Linked DNA regions of Mus musculus: region 1 is linked to region 2. Evidence: chromatin contacts called from public promoter capture Hi-C data. All regions are on one chromosome and are shown on one strand. The core of a region is the stretch at or near the end of the contact, and the rest is flanking DNA. Distances in the headings are between cores, read along the strand shown.

Region 1 (6,403 bases), core at 2,952-5,451, 220 kb before region 2:
GGACATGACCTTAGGTTTTCAGGAGGATGGTGATGGCATTTGGTCTCTGGGCTGGAAGTGCCCCGAGCTTAGTGAGTTGCTACGGAAGCTAAGGAGATCATGCTGACAGCAGTACAGGTGATGGAGGCCTGGCTTGTGAAGTTCTTAGGGAAATTCAAGAGTCCCTTAAAGACTCTATGGGGGCCACCCTAAACTTTGAATTTTTAATCTGTGGTACTGGTCAGTTGGAGCTAAAGAGTCATCTGTGATGAAGAGGAGACCAGAACCACTAAAGCAGAACACTTGTTTTCCTGGGGGAAGCTATGTTGATCATTTAAAAGGGAGCAACATCACTGAGTGGAAATCTTCTGGCCAGTATTTCCTCAGAGTCATCACAGAGAGCTGTGGTCCAGAGGGGGCCAAGGCTGCCACTCATGTTGGCAGCTGAACTTGGTAATATGCAAGCGTCATTCCTGCAGTCCTGGTTTCGAAGGCATGAAGGGGTCATGGAGCAACTGATGCTTGGCCCTGTGAAAGTTCACAGGAGTAGATGGGCAAATGTGCAATCTCGGCTAGAGTTCAAGCTCATGGGGAGAAGTTGAGGCGTGACGCCATGTGACAGGGTTAGAGTCCCTGAAGAAAGCCTGGGAAAGGTTATTGGTGAAGGTGCAGGCCAGTTGCAGCAGAGGCTCTAGCATTTCAGAGATACCAGTACCGTGTACAGTCACCACGAGCAGCAGCAGCAGCAGCAGCAGCTGTGGAAAGAAGCCAGCCTGAGCCTATGGTGCCTACCCTCTGGCGAGTCCCGGGGAGCTTGGCAAATCACAGTCCCAGAAGCTCCGAACTGAGCTTTCTAGTGTTGGAGTTGGGGTTCACTCTGAGGTAACTGTGCCTTCGTTCTTTTCTATGGCATAAGAAAGCATCTAACTTAATTTTATTTTTTCAGAAACCCACAATTAAGATACTTTGGAAGTTTAGAGAAACTTTTGGGTATTTTAAAGAGACTTTAGAGTATTAAATAAAATTTGGTGTATTTGAGTTATTTTTGGATGTTTTAAAGGGGCTGAACTCCTAAAGAATTTGAATTTTTGAAGTTCAGAATATGTTGTATATTGTGATATTGATATTAGTAGGACATCCTAGGGATAGCAAGATAAGAAAGGTTATGGTTTAACTTTGATGGGTTTGCATGACAACTGGGCAAGGGGTCAATTGTGCTGGTACTTTTATGTCAATTTGACACAAGCTAGGATCGTCTGGGGGAAAGGCGTCTTAAAGAAGAAAATGATTCTATTTGCCTGTAGGCAAATATGTACGGGAGTTTTCTTTATTGGTGATTGGTGCAGGAGGGCTCAGCTAACTATGATGTCATCCCTGGGCTGGTGGTTCTGGCCACTGTAAGAAAGGAGGATGAGCTAGCTGTGAAAGCCAAGCCAGTAAACAGCACAGCACTCCTCCATGGTCTCTGCTTCAGTTCCTGCCTCCAGGCTCCTGCCTTGAGTTCCTGCCCTGACATCCTTTGAAGATGATGAACTGTGATATGGAACTATAAGCTTGAAATTAAGTTTTTCGGGTGCTGGAGAGATGGCTCAGCAATTAAGAGCACTGATTGCTCTCCCAGAGGTCCTGAGTTCAATTCCCAGCAACTGCATGGTGGCTCACAACCATCTGTAATAGAATCCAATGCTCTCTTCTGGTGTGTCAGAAGACAGCTACAGTGTACACACATACATAAAATTAGTAAATCTTTAAAAAAGGAAAGAAAGTTTTTCCTCCCCAAGTTACTTTTGGTCATGGTGTTTTATCACAGAAATAGAAACTCTGAATAAGACAATAACATGTGTGTATGTTACATATACATCTAAAGAGCATCTCTTATATATCCAGAATTTATTTATATGAAGATAAATATGTCTCTTTGTTAACTCTCTTCTACCTATCTATTATGTGTTTATAAATCATCTTTCATCTGTATCTACTCTCAGTCATTCATCAGTACCCACGATCTATTTTTTTCTATCTGAATTTATTGTCTGGCTACCTGTTTATCTATATTGTTGTCTTAGTTGAGTTTCTACTGCTGTGATAAAATACCATGACCAAAATGAATTTGGGAAAGAAAGAGTTTACCTCATCTTACAACTCTCAGGTCACTCTTTATTACAGAGGGAAGACTGGGCATAAACTCCAATCAAAAACTGAAGCAGAAGCCATGGAGAAATGCTGCTTAGTGGTGTGCTCCTCATAGCTTTCTCGGCTTGCTTTCTTATACCATCCAGGACCGCCTTCCCAGTGTGACAATGCTCTCAGTGAGCTGGACCTTCCCACATTAATTGTTAATCAAGAAAATGCATCACAGATATAGGCAAAGCTTATGGAGACATTTTCTCAATTGAAATGTCCCCTTCCCAAATGGCTCTAGCTTATGTCAGGTTGACATAAAGCTAAGCCACAAATGTCTATTCTGTTTCTGTCTGAATCTACCTCCTACTTCCCCATGTGGATCTGTTCACATCCCTCTCTATTTTATATGCCTAAACAGTAGCAGGCCCCCAGTAAGTAGATGTGGAATGAATAGATGGGTAAATGGAAACAATGAATTCAGTTCTTTCCTCCAGCACCCACAGGGCTGCAGACTGATATGGGAGTCTGTCGTGTTACCACAGAAACAACAGGGAATAGGCACTCTTACTTACTTGTGAGTCCACCTCAGCAGTCCATACATGGCTCTCTTCAGCTTTGCTTTTTCATTCATTAATTATACTTTATACACATGAAGCTTCCACCAGCCCCCAAGGTGGAATACAGAGAGTGCCTCCCACTGACCCTTCTGCTCCTGAGATGCCACACTGTGTGTCTTTACCTTTACCACACTCTTGTTCTCTTTCCCTTCCCAGGTTCGTGCTGGTGGCCTTTCCTCCATTGTGCCATGACGTGAATGGCCTCTAATTAAAAAAAAAAAATCTTTCCCCAGATTCAGGTGTGTGACTTTTAGTTAAGAGACAAATCTTTCACTTTATTTTTTTGTTTTTCTTTTCCCTGATTTTAAATTCATGCACAGTGAGCATCTTCATGCAGTTCTAGTGACTTAAGATTTTCACATCACTGCTCCATCTCCATATGCACACAAATGGACCTTTCCAGAGCAACTTTGTTTGTTTCCAGTGCTGGGGATGTGGGGATTAATCTCCGGCCTTGCATTTTCTAGGCAAGCACTCCACCACTGAACTGCATCCCCAGCTTTCCTGTGTTATTTTAAAAGTCATGGATAGCATGGTACGTCAATCAGAGAACAAAGACATTCTTTGATCTAGCAAATGCACCAGTATTAGTCCTAAGAAAATGATGATAATTTCACAATCAAATTTCTCCATGTTCAAATTTCTCCAGCTGGCTTAAAACTATTTCTTTTTTGTTTTGATGGTATTAATCCTGTTTTGATGTTATTAGTCTATTAATCAAACCAGGTTCTAGTTTCAATGTATACATTGTGCGTAGCTTTTGTCCTACAAGATCTCCTTACTCCCCTCCCCCAAAAGTAGAAAGAGAGAGAGACAGACAGACAGACAGACAGACAGACAGACAGACAGACTTAGGATGAGCAGATCTATTGAAGAGTCCAGAAGAGTTGTCTTGGAGAATGTCCCCCATGCTGGGTTTGTGTTTATTCTTGTGCTATTGAGCTTGTTTATCCTCCTTTGGTATTTCCTGTGAACCAGAGGTTAGTGGCAGCAAGGCTGGTTGGGTGAAACATTCTTGGCAAGTGTGCTTCCTAGCTGATGAGCACATATTAACAAGAGCACATATTGAAAGTTCTGTCTCTAAAGGCAATTGAAGTCAAGCAACTCCAGGCTTCCAAGACGATTACTAGTGTAATTGAGCACTAAACAGCAAGGATCATTTCTGCCCCAGGAAGGCCCTAATGGGGAAAACATCTGGCCCATTTGCAGCAGCTGGGAAATGCTTTGTCCTTTCCTGGAACTAAGGGCGGGACAACGCACAGTGACACTTTATCTGACTCAACTTTTCCTGCCTTGATATGGACTTCACTTGAAGTAAGGGGAAACCCTTGGCACCTCCAGAAGAGGCCAAAGAATAAAAGATTTTGTTCATTTCCTTCTCTCTCCTTCCCTCCCTCCCTCCCTCCCTTCTTCTGTCTCTTCTCCCTCTTACCCTCTCTCCCCTCAGGCCAACAACTTAATAACAAAGTAAATAGGTGGCCCAAGTTGGCTGGTTGACCAAATGGAAGCTGACAAGACACACTTGAAACTCCCTTCCCCTCGCTCTCACTTGCCTGCGACACAGCTTTGTTTATTTTAAGCAGATGTACATGTGTGCACATGCACACACACACACACACACACACACACACACACACACACTCCTCACAGAGGATGGAACATGGAGGATTGATGATCAGTTTGGCTCTTGTGTTTTCCCCTTAACCTACATGGTTATTTCCAGATGCCATTTTAACATTGTTTCCTTCCTGTAGAGCCATGGTTCTCAACCTATGTGGGTCACCACCTCTTTGGGGGGGGGCTGCATATCAGATATTTACATTGCAATTCATAACAGTATTTCAATAGTAAAATTACAGTTACAAAGTAGCAAGGAAATAATTTTATGATTGGTGGTCACCACAACACGAGGAACTATGCTAAAGGGTCGCATCATTAGGAAGGTTTAGAACTACTGCTGTAGTCTCCAAGGCTATAGGAAAACTTTTTTCCCAAAGTTTGGAGTTGTTGGGATCTGAAAGAAAACCATGGGGATGGAGCCCCGCCCTTGGGGATGGAGCCCCACCCATGGGGATGAGCCCTGCCCATGGGGATGAGCCCCACCCAGAGGTATCTTGGGAGTGGTGAGGCCTGAGGACTACTTTTAGCTCTGCCCCTCTCTTAGCAGGGAGGTCATTGTTTCCTTGTCTGATCCTAAACAACTGATCATGGAGACCAGCAGTGCTGCGCAGCCCAGCCGGACTGACCATGAATGTGCTCATTACAGGCTCACTGTTACTCTGTTTCATCTAACCCTAAAAAGGAAACTGAGTGCCTTAGTGGGTTTCATGTGAAGGGACACCATGACCAAGGCAGTTCTTATAAAGGAACTTATAAGAGGTTCAGTCCATTATCATCATGGTGGGAAGCATGGCGGCCTGCAGGCAGAGATGGCGCTGGAGGTGCCGAGGGTTCTACATCTTGATCCTCATGCAGCAGAAGGGGACTATCTTCTGCAGGCAGTCAGGAGGAGACGGGAATTCCATACCAGGCAGAGCTTAAGCACTAGAAGACCTCAAAGCCCACTCCCACAGTGACACAGTTCCTCTAACAAGGCCACACCCACTCCAATAGGGCCACACCTCCTAATAGTGCCACTCTCTGTGGGCCAAACATTCAAATACATGAATCTATGGAGGCCAAACCTATTCAAGCCACTGGACTGAGGCACACAGAGGCTCCAAGTCACACCGGAAGCAGTGGAAGTGAGATGGTGGCCTGTGCCCATCTGTCCTAGCTACTCTCAGGGACTGACTCTTCTGAAGAAGGAACAGTATCTCAGGTCTCTGGACATCACTAAGCTGTTCATCCCTGGCCCAGGTGTGGGCTTTGAGGTGCTGACCATCCTGGTTTGGCTTCTAGGGAAGTAAGCTGTCTCTGCTTACAGACTTCTGGCCAACTCTGGCATCACTGCCAGTGCTGTGTGAGATGTTTGGATCAATGCCAGCGGTGCCAAGGAAGAGTCAGGTAATGGCTGGAAAGCTAACTTGCAGCAACACAGGCCAAGGAAACAAACCAAGCTCTTCTTCCTTGATAATCCTGACTGAAGCCAGGAGGCCATGTCAAAGCCTCCTGGATGAACCCATCAGCCTACTTTTGTCACCTCAGAAAATACTAGACATTTGATCCAGTGGCATCCAACAACATCCAACAGGGTTGAGACATGTCCAAGCAGCCATACAACCCCAGGTTGGGTAGCTTTAGGGCATGTTATGCTTTGAGTACTCCCTCCAGGGTTCCTAATGACTGATACTGTGTTAATTCAAGAACCTGAGATCTTTGAGAAATAACTAGTACTGGGGCTCCACTCTCCTACATGGGTCAGGGCGTCTCCTGGAACATGGAGATCGCTGTAAAGCTGCTACTGGAACGTTCTCTCACATGGTGTTCTCCACCTGGGGTCCTTACCAGAAACCAGTGCCCAGTTATTGGGCTTCTCAGCCTTCAGATCTGTGAGCAAGAAATTACTTTTTAAAAGAAATTATCTACTCCATGGAATTTTGTTACAGTAGCAAAATGGACTAAGATTGGATGCATTCAGTATAACGCCCCATCTGGGATTTGACACATGGCGCCCACATCGAAAGAAGGGGTGACTTTTCTTATTAGAAAGGGATCTCTGTCCTTGCAAGACATCTTGAGAG
Region 2 (6,529 bases), core at 3,327-5,826:
TCTTGTTAACAAGGAGGTCTCCTTGTGTGTGCATAGCCTGAGTGTGAGTATGGGAATATCAGCAGTCCCTTGCCTCCGCAAGTGCCAATCCTGGATGAGCCCAGTGGGGCCAGCAAGGAGAAGGGTGTAGCTGTAGTGGAGAAATTCACTCTACTCTCTCTGGCAGCTACCAGCCCTAATTTTCTAGACTCTCTCATGTGCGCAATACACACACACACACACACACAGAGCCTTATATTTAATATGCCTTAAATGGCTGGGCATTTCCAAACCTCCCCATGACTAACACACCCTCCCATTTGATATTCCTGAATTATTTCTTACTAAAACCTATATTCCATCCTAGTCGCCCTGGACCCAGGCCTACAGCCCTACCAGGGCCATGATTCCCGACTCTTACTTGTCAGCAGTCTCCCTGTCTTGCACTTCACAGGCCTGATCTTTCTGCTTCCCGGCATGAGGGTTCTAAATCTTCTCTCTTCCCTTGCTTTCCTTGCCTGGGAAATCTAAAGTCCCACCTCTGTCCCCCTGCCCTGCCATTTATTTATTTATTAATTAGAACCAGCTGTGGACCGGGACCCTCAGTGTCTCACACTCAGGATTCTTGTGCAGTTTGGGAACCCATAATACAAGCATTAAGTCAAACCCACAACAGAAAGATTTCCCATTTTACCTGGGCAGAGTAGATCTGATATTGGCTTAGCAAGGGCATAGGTGTGTGTCTGAAGAGGGGGTGATCAAGATAACTCTTCTTCCTTCAACACACACACACACACACACACACACACACACACACACGTCTCATATTCATATGTTGACACTCACACGCACACACAGACTCACATATGATCTTTCACACACTCATATAAACATACTCACAAACAAAAATGCTTTCACATACCCATTCTCTTACAGCCCCACAGACATATACATAGACACATGCTCACATAGGCATGTACATGTATACACATGCAGACATACAAGCGCGCGTGCGCACACACACACACACACATTCTCCCCAACACATCACCCCCACCACACACACACACACACACACACACACACACACACACACACACTGGCAGTCTTATCCAGGACAGCCACTGCCACCTAGTGGTATCCCTGAGCCTTTGCTTCAGGACCTGCTAGGATGATAGACTCTTCCTGGGTGTGATGAATTCTCTCACATGCCTTCACCCGCAGCCAGCACAGAGGATTAGAAGAACAGCAGTGGGGCGGGACTGCTGCAGCTGATGTGGGTGCATCCTGGCCAGTGTGTCACCCAGTTGCCCTCTGAGGGTGCTGCTTTGCTTGGGGTCTTTATAGGGCTACAACTCTTGGCCACTCCTGCAGATAGGTTTGTAGTAGGTGCTGTCTGTCTGATCCTTTGATGCCGTTTTTGTCCCTCCCAGGTCGGGTTCCCTCCGGGTGTGGTGAACATTGTACCAGGCTTTGGGCCCACTGTGGGAGCAGCAATTTCCTCCCATCCGCAGATCAACAAGATAGCCTTCACCGGCTCCACAGAGGTACGCCCTCTCTGTGAGCTGCTGCCAGAGACAACAACTGCTCCATTATTTGAGACCCACCGACGTTTCCTTGAGAAGCTCAAATACTATTTGCTTCTCTTTTTCTAAACCTATTCGTAAACTATTAGAAAAATTTTCCAGTTCCCAAACTAAATAAATAGCTAATAGAGTTTGGAAGCCTTACGAAAAAAAAATAGCTGAGAGATAAGATAAAATAAAAATGTAAAGCATCCATATAATAAACAACATCATTAAAACCAAGCGATGATAAATAAGCTGGGAGAAAACCAGTTGTACAGCATGTAGCTCTCCAAATGTTTATATATCCTTCATATGTGAAGAGTACCAACAAATCAATTAAAAAAAAAAGAAGAAGACAAGCAAAATGCTACCTACCCCAGTCCTGCCAATCCTTTTGGCAACCAGAGTGAGCATCCTTAGAGAGTCCAATAAGAATTAGACTCTGGGGCTGGTGAGATGGCTCAGTGGGTAAGAGCACCCGACTGCTCTTCCAAAGGTCCAGAGTTCAAATCCCAGCAACCACATGGTGGCTCACAACCATCCGTGACAGGATCTGACTCCCTCTTCTGGTGTGTCTGAAGACAGCTACAGTGTACTAACATATAATAATAAAATAAATCTTTAAAAAAAAAAATTAGACTCTGGCCTACAACCATCATTCCCTTGCATGGTATTAAACAGGTCCAGGCAATGTGGACACAGTTCTCCAGCTTAAAGTCTCAGGGTCTGACTTGGTCTCCCAGGTCTTTCCCAGTTCTGAGGCTCTGGTGCCTTGTTAAACTTGTTGACAGGATGAGTCAGGAGGCACACTAGGCCAGCCCTGCATCCAACTGAGTGCTCAGGTCCCAGAGAGACCCTGTCAGGGTATGTGGGAGGGTGGTCCTGTGGCATTCCCTCAGCTACCGATTCTCACTCCTCCTCCCAAGGTGGGCTCGGTCTTTAAAGGGTTCTAGAGAACATGTCACATGTCATCTTTGGTGTTTCCCTGGCTTGACAGACCTCTCAAACCAGCACCACCTCCATATTGGGCTGGCAGAGTCTCCGCTGTGACTAGTAGGAGTGCCAGGTCACCCAGCATGGTGCCCCGCTGCAGTGGTCAGCCTGGTGAGCCAAGGCTGGGTGACAGTATGATGCATCATGCCTGGGGTGCATCACTGAGGCAGGTGACCAGGGTGCCCAAAGCGTGCCTGCACACGCTCACCACATCTAAGAGTTGACAGAGCCTAATTGTTGCCCTGAAGGTTGGAAAGCTGGTCAGAGAAGCCGCCTCCCGGAGCAACCTGAAGAGGGTCACACTGGAGCTAGGAGGCAAGAACCCGTGCATCGTGTGTGCAGATGCTGACTGTGAGTCACTGGGGCTATGGGTCTCTCCTCGCCTCCTGGTGTGCATTCAGGACCCATACACACACACAATGGGATGCTTTCCTCATGAGGCCTGCCATTGTCCCCTACAGGCCCAAGCCTGTAGAGGGCAGAACATTGCTGAGCTGTGCAAGTATGTGGCTTACGGGTAGTGCAGGGTCTGCACCTGAAGGCTAAGTTCACCTTCCTGCCCCTAAGGAGATAGAGGAGGCTGTGGGGAGTCTGTACACAGGGTCTAGTCTCTCCTACAGGGCCCCTTCTGGGCTAGGGAAGGAGGAGGCAGGCTCTCCACTCTGGGCGTCCAGTTTTCTATCTTTAAGCCACTGAGGCTACAGTCTTCTTGGGCTCTTGAAAGAGTTGACACAGCAGCTGGCACACCAGAGGACAGCCTTGCTGACCCTTCAAAACATAAAAAACCATGCTCTGGGTGTCACTCCTGTGTGGCTCTTCTCTGGCACACAGCTGGGCACAACTTGTGCCTTGCCAGAGCTGGGTGACGCAGTATTAAAGTGTGTGTATGTTATTGTTGGCGCTTGTGTCCAGAAGAGGGCAGGAAGGACCACGGTGAGCATTCATCTTCTGATCACTGGGTCACTTATGGAAGACCTGAGAGCACCCATGCCATAGAGAACAGCCTCCCCCACTGTCCCCTCGTGCCAGAAATCCCTGCTGCAGAGATCAAAGGCTTCCATTCCGCGCCCAGATAAGGCTGGAATGGCAAATAGCCCTGAGAAATGATAACACAATGTGAAGGACCGGTTTCTTTCCCTAAAACTGACTTTCAGTGGGAGAGGAGAGTGAGGAAGAACTCGCTCTTCTTCCCAGAGAGGCTGCGGAGAGGATCTGCCCATCTCTGGTCTGAGCAATGCTGCTCCCAGAGTCACTGGAACAGTTTTGTATTTAGCCCTCCTGTGACTCACACTTAGGGTCCCAATCTCCCTTCCCAAAGAGCCAGTCCTGTTTTGTGTTGCCCCACCTGCTGTCCCTATACCGACGAGGGGAACCCTAAGTAGGGGCTGGTTCCCCAAGGGTCATGAAAACAGAGCCTGCTCCCCTTTTTCCTTGGGCCTCCTCCTCCAGGGAGTGCCATTCTCCCAAATTAAATCCTGACATAATGTTCAGGGTGACATGCAATACTTTGTCACTTCACTCATCCTTCCTGGTTCCCACCAGGGACCAGAAAATTAACTGATGTCTTCAGGAGGGGCCACGCTAACCTGGCCCCTGGCCCAGATGCAGGGGTGGGGTGCAGGGAGGTCTGAGATCCTTGTGAGACTGTCCTGGTCCAACCCTGCTGAGATACAGTCAGTCCCTCTAGGGACAGGAAAGCTGGGGTGGGGAGTTCTATGGACAGTTAAACTGGAAAGTGCTCCCACTGGACACTCATTAGCACATTAAAGGCACCAAGAGAGCCTGAGTCTCCAGACTTACTTAACTCTGACTTGGTGAATCTAAAAATCCTTCTCCCCGTCCTCTCCTTTGGGAAGCGCCAAGAAAGAAAAATTAGTTTCTGAAATGCAGTCATCTGGGCCCTGTTTTCTTGTGGGGGTAATTAGAGTTGCAGCTGTCAGGCCTGTTGTAACAACTTAATCGCTTCCTCTTGCCTCCCCCGACCCACCCCCAGTGGACTTGGCCGTCGAGTGTGCTCACCAGGGAGTGTTCTTCAACCAAGGCCAGTGCTGTACAGCGGCCTCCAGGGTGTTCGTGGAAGAGCAGGTCTACGGGGAGTTTGTGAGGAGGAGTGTGGAGTTCGCCAAGAAGAGGCCAGTTGGAGACCCCTTCGATGCCAAAACGGAGCAGGGGCCTCAGGTAACCCACCAACAGACATGTCCCCATGTGTGGTGCTCCTGCAGGGACTGAGCTAGGCAGAAGCATGGTCACAGACAGGATTCCCCCTCCAAGGAAAAGAACTGGCTTGTGCTGTCCACTCAAAGCTTTTCTTTAGAAGCTGATAGAAAAAAACTGTTTCTGTGAGGAAATGGAGCGGTATCCTCGGGGAATCAGGGAGGAGCCAGTGCATCCGGGGCACGAGGCTATCTGCCGTAGCCATATCGGGAAGCCTTCACAGCCTTCTTGATATGGTGGCCTTCAAAGCGGGGGAGGGGGGATAGAGAGAGTTCCCTGAACCCTGCCGAAGAGGGAGACAGTCAGGGCAATGACTGACAAGCTTGACTCAAGGGCCTGCAAGGCCACATGCACTATAGCGTGAAGTAACCCTCGGTAACCGGAGGGTGAAGAGACTCTAGGGATTGGGCTGTATCCTGGGTAGTGGGAACAGGTTTCTGCAAGCCTGGTTTGGGAATGGGAATAGCTCCAACCAGGAAGTTTGTAAAGCGCACGCACGTCTCCACTGCAGTAGAGAATGGTGGCAACTCTGTTTTTGTCAGACTCCTGCTTAGCCCTCAGGTTTCCAGTCATATCCACGACTTACTCCCTGCTGTCTATCCTAGAGGCACACTGGATTGGCACCAAATGTTTACACAGGATACTTCTGAGCCCAAAGGAGGTTCTGTGTTGTTTGTTCCAGCCCTTAGTTTTCTCATCTGGGAAATGGGAGTAAATGGAGGGTATAGCATCACCAGGAAGAACTCAGCAAAGGCAGATATGCCCCGACTGGCAACTCTCTGACCTAGAAGATGCACATCCCCACGTGATTTCAGGGCATCCTTATCAGTTTTGCTTAGCTATTCTGTGTGGATGCTGGCTGGACAAGAAATGGAGGAGGATTTTCTGTCCAAGGTGACACCAACCTTGACTGCAGCCCATGTGCTCTGTGGCACTGGTGTCACATGTCCCTGGTGGGGAAGCTGTGTGCATTCCTCATGCCCAGCCTCAACCACAAACTCTACAGTCCTGTCACAGGGTAGCCCATGGTGTCTGTGCACACATGACCACAAACCAGTACTGAATCCACAAATTGTAGCATTGAGCTGAAATAGATGGGAAACGTTTTCTCCTGACGGTTCTGTCCTTTTCTTCCCAAATCTCTGGTGTGACATTTCCGTGGAGTGGGTCGGGGAGGGGCTGTTTGTCCATCCCACCTGGGCTCTCTGTGCACAGTCCCTGTGGAACTCACTTACACTGTCTAACCGGACACTAGTTAGGATCCTGTAAGTGTTCTTTCCCCTCCCCCTCTCCACAGACCTGTAAGGTTTTACTCTGCAAGGCTGTCCAGCTGCCTAAACACTCCTGTGTGTCTCAGGCCTGTGGAAGAGCTTGCTGACCTAGATCAGGGGCTGGGGGCTGGAGACCGCTTGCTGGAACATTCCATCATCTTTTGGGTTAACTTGGCAGCCGAGCAAGGAAGCCACCTGGCCTGCTCGGGATCCGGAGGCGTCCTCTGCAGAGGTCCTGTGGGGGCCATCTTTTCTCACTTCTGGTGCTGTGCCCTGCCCTGTCATTTCCCTTCCTGCCAGATCTTCCTTCCTGTACTGTAGGCACCAGCTGACATTTCACGGATGGCTATTAGATTTAAACAACGTGTTTATGAGGGCTCATCGGGGGGAGTGGAGCATGGGTGTGTAGGGGTTCTGACAGGGACCCATGCTGCCTGCAGAACAGATGGGGTCTGCCGGTAGAACTTAGTTCCAGCCAGCCAAGACCTGAGGCCTGATGAAGTT

What was found. Capture Hi-C pulls out chosen DNA fragments and counts their contacts.
Region 1: a contact with region 2 is called in a promoter capture Hi-C map of adipose tissue. The contact joins two enhancer-like sites. A contact is called at or near these places in 1 of 484 Hi-C or Micro-C datasets (embryonic fibroblasts), 3 of 115 datasets of contacts at active chromatin or transcription factors (cardiomyocytes and embryonic stem cells) and 3 of 9 other capture datasets (adipose tissue, liver and pancreatic islet).

The regions. Positions count from the first base shown.
Region 1 is chr7:66,621,064-66,627,466 of GRCm38.p6, reverse strand. No RefSeq gene overlaps it. Among named protein-coding and RNA genes, the nearest start is that of Gm33570, 42 kb to the right of the region's middle. Within about 2 kb of position 4,201, at least 16 of the 459 cell types and tissues checked have an H3K27ac peak or open chromatin away from gene starts, as enhancers often do. A contact at or near this core is called in adipose tissue, where this site is marked.
Region 2 is chr7:66,404,163-66,410,691 of GRCm38.p6, reverse strand. It overlaps Aldh1a3 (aldehyde dehydrogenase family 1, subfamily A3), which reads left to right. Exons shown (of 13, transcript NM_053080.3): 7 at 1,413-1,526; 8 at 2,789-2,891; 9 at 4,534-4,718. Among named protein-coding and RNA genes, the nearest start is that of Lrrk1, 19 kb to the right of the region's middle. Within about 2 kb of position 4,576, at least 17 of the 459 cell types and tissues checked have an H3K27ac peak or open chromatin away from gene starts, as enhancers often do. A contact at or near this core is called in adipose tissue, where this site is marked.